Regions from separate parts of the Mus musculus genome. Here region 1 is linked to region 2. The links are chromatin contacts, called in public HiChIP or PLAC-seq maps. All regions are on one chromosome and are shown on one strand. Each heading gives the region's core, a stretch centred on a gene start, on an enhancer-like site or on the middle of the called end of the contact. The rest is flanking DNA. Distances are from core to core; before and after follow the strand shown. Region 1 holds the start of Il2rb (interleukin 2 receptor, beta chain). Region 2 holds the start of C1qtnf6 (C1q and tumor necrosis factor related protein 6).

The links. HiChIP or PLAC-seq counts read pairs in DNA pulled down with a chosen protein or histone mark.
Region 1: an H3K27ac HiChIP or PLAC-seq map of CD8 T cells shows a contact between it and region 2, with 26 times the contacts expected there. The contact joins the promoter of Il2rb here to the promoter of C1qtnf6 in region 2. A contact is called at or near these places in 2 of 39 promoter capture datasets (HPC-7-derived erythroid cells and frontonasal cranial neural crest), 3 of 15 datasets of contacts at CTCF or cohesin (CD8 T cells, the NIH/3T3 cell line and stem cell-derived epiblast-like cells), 16 of 484 Hi-C or Micro-C datasets (B cells, CD8 T cells, the N1E-115 cell line and 8 more), 13 of 115 datasets of contacts at active chromatin or transcription factors (CD8 T cells, Th17 cells, effector CD8 T cells and 6 more) and 4 of 9 other capture datasets (adipose tissue, liver, macrophages and 1 more).

Annotation. Positions count from the first base shown.
Region 1 is chr15:78,493,305-78,498,064 of GRCm38.p6, forward strand. It overlaps Il2rb (interleukin 2 receptor, beta chain), which reads right to left and starts at 1,762. Exons shown (of 10, transcript NM_008368.4): 1 at 1,644-1,762.
Region 2 is chr15:78,527,334-78,531,917 of GRCm38.p6, forward strand. It overlaps C1qtnf6 (C1q and tumor necrosis factor related protein 6), which reads right to left and starts at 2,318. Exons shown (of 3, transcript NM_028331.5): 1 at 2,185-2,318; 2 at 1-135. The coding sequence starts at 2,190.

The DNA of each region.
Region 1 (4,760 bases), core at 512-3,011, 35 kb before region 2:
GAGGAATGAAAGAGGCAAGATTATAGCCGGGCCACAAGCCACAGCCAAAAACAGAGAATGCCTAAGAAAAGGCACTCAAACCTGCTCCCCACCCCTGGCTGAAGAGGCACAAAAGCATCCACCCATCATGGACAGGGTTAGACGGAAGAGCATATGGAAGGTTCTGGAAGGGTCAGGCTGGGGGGCAGGGTAGCTTCAAGCAGTCATGGTGGTTGCAGCTTCCTTCGGCAAGAGGGAAACTGAATCTCTGGGAGACTAAGAAAACCACTCCAAAACCACACAGCACAAGGCCAGCCTCGGGCAGAGTGAGTACAGCCCAAGAATCTCAGAGTCCCAGGCACTGTCCCCCTGAGGCTCACCCACGTATGCCCTTCGCAACCACCAGACGTTCATCTCCCTGACTCATATATGTCTCCGCTGAGGCCCTGAAAAGGTCTGTCATCCCACAGACCCAGGCTGCTCTAACTGGGTCACCTGATTTCCAGTACAGTGGTGATGCTGACGGAGGAGGAGGGTCAGCCATGAGTGACAGTCGTGTCACACTCCCTGCGTCAGACTGACCCACACATGTCACAGAGAGGTCTCACAGCACAAGAGCAGGTTCTGTGACTGACTGCTCCTTCCCTATGGGAAGATCAGGGCCTAAAGCAGCCTGTTTCCCAGGATAAAGGTTCCAGTGCTGGGGCAGTCCAAGGCCTCACAGGTCTGTGAGGTACAGGGTCGACTGAGGGAGGACGGACGGCAAGCAAGAGCTTGTCTGTCAGATCTGGTGGCCTTTGACCTCAGAGATCCTTTCTCTGGCCACCTCTCCAGAGACACACACATTCACAAAGACACACACACACACACACACACACACACACACACCACTGTTCACCTCTTGCTGTTCAGTTCAGCTGAGGAGTGTGTGAAAGAAAGGGGACCTTCAAAGGTAGTTCTGCCTTCCTCAGCCACCCACCTTGGCCCTGAAGTACTGTAAACACAGCTAACGGTGGGAAGCTCCTACCTCAGGCAGCCTCGGAGACGGAGCCCCATGCCTGGCGATGTCCTTAACCTCTCTAGCCACTCGGTAATGTCAGAGACAAATCTAAGCTAGAACTCTACCTCTGACCTCCAGCCTAGGGCCCTCAGAAACCTGTCAATCAACATAGCTGACTGGACAGCCAGGTCCCAGGGGGAGATTCCTTCTCTCTTTCTCACTAAGGAGAATTCTCCAGGCTGAGATGAACTCCACAGGCGTCAGCGTTGAATCCCACCTGTCCCATACACGCCATGCCACCTCCCAATACTGACGAGCTACAAATCTTTTCCTCCACCCTTCTGGGCTAAGACATCCCCACACAGGATCCAGGGAAGTCCCTCCTAGCGAAAATGGCACACAGCTTCCCACAGAGTAGACTGGGAAGAAGCCACTGTGCCCTGACATTGGAAGGGGTTTATTCTTAAAGGAGAAACCATGACAGCCAGGCTACCCCCTTCCCCAGGGAATCCTAAGACAAGGTTAATCATCAAAGCCCAGATACAAACTACAAAGGGAACCAAGTTAGAGATGAGCGCCCCCTCCCAGCTCCCTGTCCCTTGGGAGGACCAGCAAGAGGTAGTGGGGTGCCCAGGGCTCCCAGGGGACCACACAGGGGCATCACCTGGCTGCAACATGGAGTTGTGTCGAGATGTTCCCTGCAGTCCTGCTGGAGGTTGGGTCCACGGCCATCTCCTGCTCCGCAGCTTAGGTAGCAGACAACAGCTAGGCCAGCAACAGACTGAAACCCAAGGCGAGCCCACTTCCTGTATAGAGGATGAGGGGCAAGGCCCAATGGGAGGTGGAGAGATGGGGGGTGATGAGGTAGCCTGAAACTCCACACACACCTAGCACTGATAAGATCTCCTCCTACGCCCAGGGGCAGCCACTGAATGTGGTGGCACACACGCTCACACAGTTACTGTGGTACAGGGACCTAGCTATGCACAGAACCTGAGGGGGCAGGCCCTTCTTTGCCTACTCTTCCCCGCTACATCTCACACATGCCACCCTAACACCATCGACTTCTGCTCACGCATGAGCACACACGCGCATGCACACACACACACACACACACACACACACACACACACACACATACATATGCTCACACCCTAACACCAAAGCCACCCACAGACACATCATCCCTCTAGGACCTAGAGTCTAGGTGTCCTCTTTGCTGATCTCCATTTTAGCCATCCCCCAGCCCCCGCTACATGCTGCCCTTTACTTCAGTCTCTGAGATGCCCTTTATTTAGGCTAGCATTCAAAGGTGACTGACTGGTTTTAAGGCTTGATAAGCAGTTTGATGGCCAATGAGTGGCCCTCCTATCACTTTCTTCCTTTCCGAGTTGTAAGTTCTAATCCTTCCTCTCTCGGTGAGATAGGGTGGCAGGGTTCAGTTCACGGCTTTTATTTTTAACAATGAAGTCACGAATTTCTCCGTAAATGAATGGGTGTTTATTTACATATTGTATCACAGGACCAGGGACTCCCCGTTTCTATCTCCCCTTCATCTTGGTTTTAATGCCAGGCTTGGGGAAATATGACAAGCTTCTGCCCTCTTGTGAAAAGAAGGGAGTTGTAAGAATTCTGTTCTCTGGACATAACAGCCATTACCATCTTCATCGGGGCAGCTGTAACTGCCACAAGAGAGCCACACGATTGGACCTGCTGATGTTCATCCCCTCACAAGAAGGGAAGAGAAGTAACAGGAACCCCTCCCCTGAGGTCCAGCTTTAGCGATGTGTAACTGAACTCAGGGGTACTTACACACTAGAGAGGATAGGTTAGCCAAAGAAGAAGTGACTCCATCTATACAACTATGGGGATGCCATCATCCATGCTCAGCTGTGACTTCCCAGTAACATAGTTGCTTGGGGGGGTGGTCACCCAAACTGATGTAAGCAACCCCTTACTCCATAAATGTGCACAAGAAACTCACTAGCTCACCAAGCTAGACTTCAGTGGAGCTGTTTCTTGCTCTGTCGTTGGTGCCCTGTCTGGGATATGGAGGGACGTATGCACACACACAAAATCCCCAGGACTCTGGGGATGCTGGAGAGTGAAATCAAGAACCCTAAAAAGAGAATTGAGACAAGCCAGGAAAGGAGGTATGTGGGCTGCCATTGCTAGGGAGAGTCACCCCGGCTGTGTGACCTGGACTTGCTGAACTTCAGTTCACAAATCTGTAAAATGGGATTACTATTTTAGTTTCATTGAGGTGACAAAATTCCCAGGCAAAATCAGCTTAAAGGAGGAAAGATTTCTTGTGGCTTTTGGGTGGCCCGGCCCCTGGTGTCTTAGATCTGCCACAGTGAAACACCATGATAAGAGAACAAAGCTGCTCCCTGACTTGTCAAGCAGGAAGTGGGGAAAGGGGAGAAGGCTGAGGACAGGATATGTGTCCAAGGCATGTTCCCAGAGACCTACCTCCTCCAACTACTTCCCACCTCCTATCAGCCCACCAAGCTACAGACTCATCCCTGGACCCATGGCATCCGCATGGCCGCATCCTTATAGCTATATCAGGGCTCCAGACTTCCTGCAGAGGAGCTGTCTGGGGTAGGGTGGGAGAACCTCATAGACAGACTGGAATAGGGTCTTATCAGTTCTTGCCTGAGCCTGGGGTGAGGACTGACACACAGGAAGGTATCCATGAAGACTTGGGATAAAAGCCAGTTCTCCTTGACAGGGCGTGAATGTGCCCCTAAATGTTCATGCATTAGAAATCCAAGCCCCCTAAATTCTTATATTGATTGTCTGTGAGAGCAGAAATCTCAGAGGCCATTAGGGTGGGGGTGAAGGCATGAAGGTGGCTTCCTACAATGGCACTGATGTGGAAGAGAAACAGGAGCCAACATGGCGCTCCCTCCAGCCATGTGACGCCTTTGACCTGTGCTGAGGCAGAAGGAAGGCCTTACCCACTACCTCTGCCAACACTCAGGAAGCTCCACAGCTGTGGGCCCAGCAAGCTCCAACTCTCTGACATACTGAGGCCCAGCCACAGAAAATGGCTAACGACTCTCTCTTGTCCCACCCCCCTCCTCCCCTGGAAGATTCTTTAATAACAGTAGAAGGCAAGAGACATATCCATGGTGACGGGGAGATTGACAGGCCAGGTTTCCCAAGCATAGAATACTTCTGGAAGCTTCTCGGGAAGCCGTGATGAGCGGCTCTTGGCTTTGCATGCAGACCTGGGACTTAGCCTTTCCCTCCAGATAAATGGAACCATTTTATTAAAGCACATGTAAAGTCAAAAGGAATAATTGTCCCTGGGCAGAGTTAGGAGCCACAGGTCCAGTGCCATCATAGCTTAGTCTGTGGGGACGACCCTGACCAGTCTCGCTGATGCAGTTCAGGCCCCTCCCCACTCCTCCATCTTCCCCTCGCCCCTTCCTTCAGCCAGCAAGAACCTATTAAGCAGCCAGGCCAGGGGCGGAGAGAAGCATAGTCTTTACCCTTTACTCAGAGTCTCTGACCTGTGAGACATAGTAGGGGCCCACAGAGGCATGAGGGAAAAGGTGGGCTCGTGCTCCCTACACCCTGCCTGGCCTCCTCCCTAGGCTCCATTCCCAGCCATCCTTGTGGGGAGGTGGAACCTAGGACCCAGAACAGCCAGTGGAGTGGGAGATGAATGGCTTTGTCTACATCCAGGTCCTAAAAACCCCAGTTTTAGTTCATCTGTCTCTGTTTCTCCAGCCATCCTCTCTCTATCTCTCTACCTTTCTGATTCTATCCC
Region 2 (4,584 bases), core at 1,068-3,567:
GCATCGTCGACAGCCTTTGGGGAGATGGGAGGCCACAGATTCTCCAAAGGTAGTCTCCTCTGTGGGGACCCCAAACACAAGAGGAAGCAGGAATACTGCCCAGAGGAACCCCAGGCTGGCTATCCCCATGATGACCTGGAAGGAGAGACAGATAGATACATTTGTCTCAGCACCCCCAGATAACACTGCCATGGCAGACCCAGTGTTTCTAGGGGAGTAGGGAAGGACCTCTGGTAACAGAGTCTGGGGCCATCTGGGAAGCAAGCCTGGGGGAGGGCATTAGACTGGCCATCGAGCCTCCTGGTATCTGTCTACTGTGGCCACTGCCACATGGCCTGGGAAGGATGAAGGCCCCGTGGAGACCCTCAGATGGCACAAACCAGGTTCCCAGGCCTTCATTGGGGCACCAAGGAAGATGTCAGATATCCACATGGCTAGCCAGGGAAATGGAGAATGACTCTTTGACCCTCTCATCTCTAAAGGCTGTTTGCTGACCTCGGCTCCCACCACCTCTGGCAAGCACCATAGGAGATGTCAGGAGCTAGGGTCCCTGAGAGCATTGTAGATCCTGCAGGCCACTTCTGCACAGAAGCAAGAGGTCTCCCTCTTGAAGAACAAGGTGTCCCCTTTAGTACAGCATAAGGCTTATTAGCAGGGCTCATCCTTCTGGCATCTCTGTGTTGTTAACAACCCACTCTTGCCCAGGGGCCAAGTGATTCGAAGGTGGTTGTGTCAATCATGACAGGCCTACCAATCAGCCACTGAGGTGGTAAATTGAAATTAAGGGGGGTGAACAGAAAGCACCTGGACATTGAAAGGAATCAGAAATGGGAATGTTCCATCTCGGGCCTTGAATATGATGAGGTCTCCAGTTTCCAGACTAGGGCAGGAAGTAGGCCGGACACCAGAGGAGCTGGCTCGGTGGGCCGGAAGCCTGCAGTGGGCCCTTTGAGGTGGTGACAGGCTCGGGGGCTGGCACTACCCGATGATCACAGATCAGAAACTGCTATTGAAACCAGACTGGTTTTTACACCTCTTGGCGTCTCTTTGTTTATTTCCTTTTTGTTCCTCTTAACATTTAGTACAAATTCAAAAATATTTTTCTGTGGTTAATACAGGCTGAGAAGGTAAAATGATTACTTCTTGAAAGGCTATGAAGAGGGACTATGTTTTAAAGGGACAGAAGCTCAGAGCCTTCTCTCTAGGGATTGGGGTGACAACAGGAGGTGTCTTCATAGACACCCCCTTTCTGGAATGATCATACTGCTGGGGCCTGCTAGTTCTGCTCCACAGGCAGGGAATTCCCTCAGAGACCAACTCCACGCCTATTCTCAACTACAGGTCGCAGCAACACCCCCCCCCCACACACACACACACATACTTTATTCTGACCATAGATGTGCCCACCCTGTGAAGGAAATCCGAATAACTCACAAACACGTGACCTGGTGGTCATGTGACCTAGTGATTGCAGCTTAGCCCCTCTTTCATTCACACAAGCCGCCAACATGTCTTCCTTGCCAGGCAATATGGGCGACTTACACTCGGGGGAAACTGCCCAGTTTGTCAAAGACTTCAAAGTGCCCATTCCTTCCTCTTCCTGTATAGACCTCACTCTAGAGTCTATGGCTTGAAAGGCAAAGAACTTCCGGAGAGTCAGCATGGTTTGGAGACATTTTTGTTTCCTACCGGTCTGGTCCCTTGGGAGTCAGATGCTCAGAGACACAGAACTGGAGCTTTGGGGCAGGAAGCAGGAAGCAGGGCCCTCTCCCTAGAAACAGGACTAACTGCAGCTGGGATCCCTGGCTGGGTGCTAGGAGAGGGGCCAGGCAGTACCAAGTGTGGGGGTCACACCAACCATAGAGGGGTCTTGCCGGTCCCCACCACCTCACCTAAAATGCCAGAGCCTCTTGGTGGGAGGCTGGGCTACCGACCTTATCATCCAGATGGGCGGGGCTTAGTGGCTGGGGGTGGGTGGGTGGTGAGGAAGTCCCTGCAGGGGCAGGTAAACACCAGAAGCAGTGCAGGGTGGCCAGCAGTGCAGGGTGGCAGATCTTCCAAATGAGCTGGCTAGGCGAGAGGGAAAGAGCTATGTGCTTGCCAGAAAGAGGGGAACAGAGGAATCTCAGACTGTGACCCCAACCCCCATCCCAGTCAGAAGAAGAGAGGCCACCAGCCACTCACCCTCATCCTGCGGCCTCAAGCTCAACTCACAGACCCCGGACGGCCTCTGGCTCCTTGGCCCATGTCTGTGATGATAACTTGTTGCAGGCCCGACCCCTAGGCCTACGACTGAGCTAGGAGGGCGGAGGGATGGAGGGAGGGAGGGAGGGAGGAGGGAGCACGCTGAGCTGGCTTCCCAGTCCCCTCCTCCTGCTCCCGCCCCTCCAGCCTGGGGCTCTGCCTCGGAGGTACTGGGAGACTTGGATCTTTAACATCCTTGGGCATCTGTGGCCCTGGCCCAGCGCTGGGGACCTGTTTGAGTCAAATGCCCTGGGAGTTAGACAGGACGAGCATCAAGAGCCTAGAAAGACTCCGCCTGGAAATTGGAGGCTGCACGAGAGGGGGCGGGGCTCTGCATTACTCAGGAAAAGGGAGGCAGCCCGGATCTAGTCTGAGCCCAAGAGCCATCTGCCAAGAGCTACAGAGACTGAGTGGCATGAGCCACTGGTACCCATCCTCCATAGGTATAAATCCTGGTCCTAACACCCAGCAACATGGTCGAGCATTGCCTCTCCTGCCGGAGGTGTTCAGGGATTCTGCCCCTACCATTCATGCTGGACCAAAGATGGCTTATTCCTTCTTCCCCACCTGGAATCCTGCCTTCACTGACTCTCCTAAAGCCAGCTCCCTTACAGAAGTATAACCCCCAACATGTTCAAGGTGGAGCTGGGGGAGGCAGCCTGTGTGCCCTGGGACTAGGCAAAACCCTGCCTCAGTTTCCTCCTGGGCAAACTGGGGAATGTTTAGCAAAGACCACCGCCCTGGCTCCTAGCCCTGGTTTCCTGGAGGTCGGAAACCCTGTGCAATTCCTGTAAAATGTCCCTCACCCTTGGCGACCTGTTATTTCAGTTTTGCTGGATACCTCCTTGCCTGAGCTAGGTTTCACCTCTCTGGGGAACCTTGGTCCTCAAAAGTATTTAGATTTATTATTCCTAGCCCCACCTCCAGCCTCTCTCCAGGTTAGCAGCTAGAGGGTCTTGGCAGTGGTATTACTCTCTAGCCCACTGCTTAGGGGATAGATTTAGGTCTGGGACTTCAATAAAAAATAAAAAAGTATACCAGCCCTATTTCTTAGGGTCCTTGACAGGGCTGTCTCTGGGTTCAGGCTTCCTGGGCATTTAGGCAGACAATCCAACAGCAAGACTAGGCCTGGAACGAGCCTCAGAGATGATCTAATCCCATCCCTTAATCAGGGACATTGTGGCCCAGGGAGATCAAGCCTTTGGTACAAGGTCACATAGCAGAGCGAAATCCAAGTTGAGAGGACGCCAGATTCTTCTAGTCTGGTGCTGCCTCCCAAAATGACTTGGAGTTCTCAGGTCCAGTCAGGAATACATTGGCAGAAGAAAGCAGAGAGGGGGATGATAGCCCTATAAGGGCCACCACAAAGCTCACACTGGCATGGCTCTGTGTGGCCCTGCCGGAGCAGCATTCTTGAGGCACAGAGCCAGACCTGCAGAGAGGCTACCCGCTTCAAGCTGCAGCCACCAGAGCAAAGGGCTGAGTCAGCGGCCCCGGGGGTGGGAACAGCACCAGGCAGTCTCAGATCTCTGGGAAGAAGGCCGGGAAGATGGATGAAAGAAAAGATGGACGGTCAGGGAGAAGCAGGCGAAGGGCACAGTAGTGCAGAAGGCTGTGTGCCTAGCACTGTGCACCCCACTACACTCCGCACCGAACTATACAGGGACAAGGCTGCTCATCCGGCCCTAGCAAACCAGAGGCTGCCGGCTACTGACCTCAGACACGAGGGCGTCCAGGCACATCAGGTAGACTTGAGACATGAAGTCCAGCTCTGGAGTAACAGACAGACTATGGCTCTGTCCCATGTCTTCTTTCTAACTTCATGACATTGGGTAAGTCCCTAATTCCCCGAGTCTTTGGAGGGGAAGCAGGGGCGGGGCTGATATGAAGGTTTCTCTGTGTAGTCCTGGCTGTCCTGGAACTCACTCTCTAGACCAGGCTGGCCATGAACTCATAGAGTTCTGACCACCTCGGCTTCCCCAGTGGTGGGATTAAAGGTGTGCTTGACATTTCTCTGGGTCTTAATAACCCTGGGCCGAACGATCTTGAAGAGTCCAGGATTGTATGAGTGTCTGGGAACAGCCAACCAAAGGGTATCTTGCTACTTTGGTTAAGCCCAGTATGCAGAGGTGTGCACCCACTTTTCTCCGCACACCCACCAGTGGATACCTTCTTATACTCTTTCACAGCCTTTGCCAGTAAATGTATACCCGGACACAAAAAGCCAGAACCAGGTCTAAGGCCAGAGTCCTACAATATAAGTGTTTGTTTCTCTGCTCATTCCTGCCCTTTCTCCCAGGAGGCAGGACAATGACTTACTGACGCCAGAAGGCAGCCCTG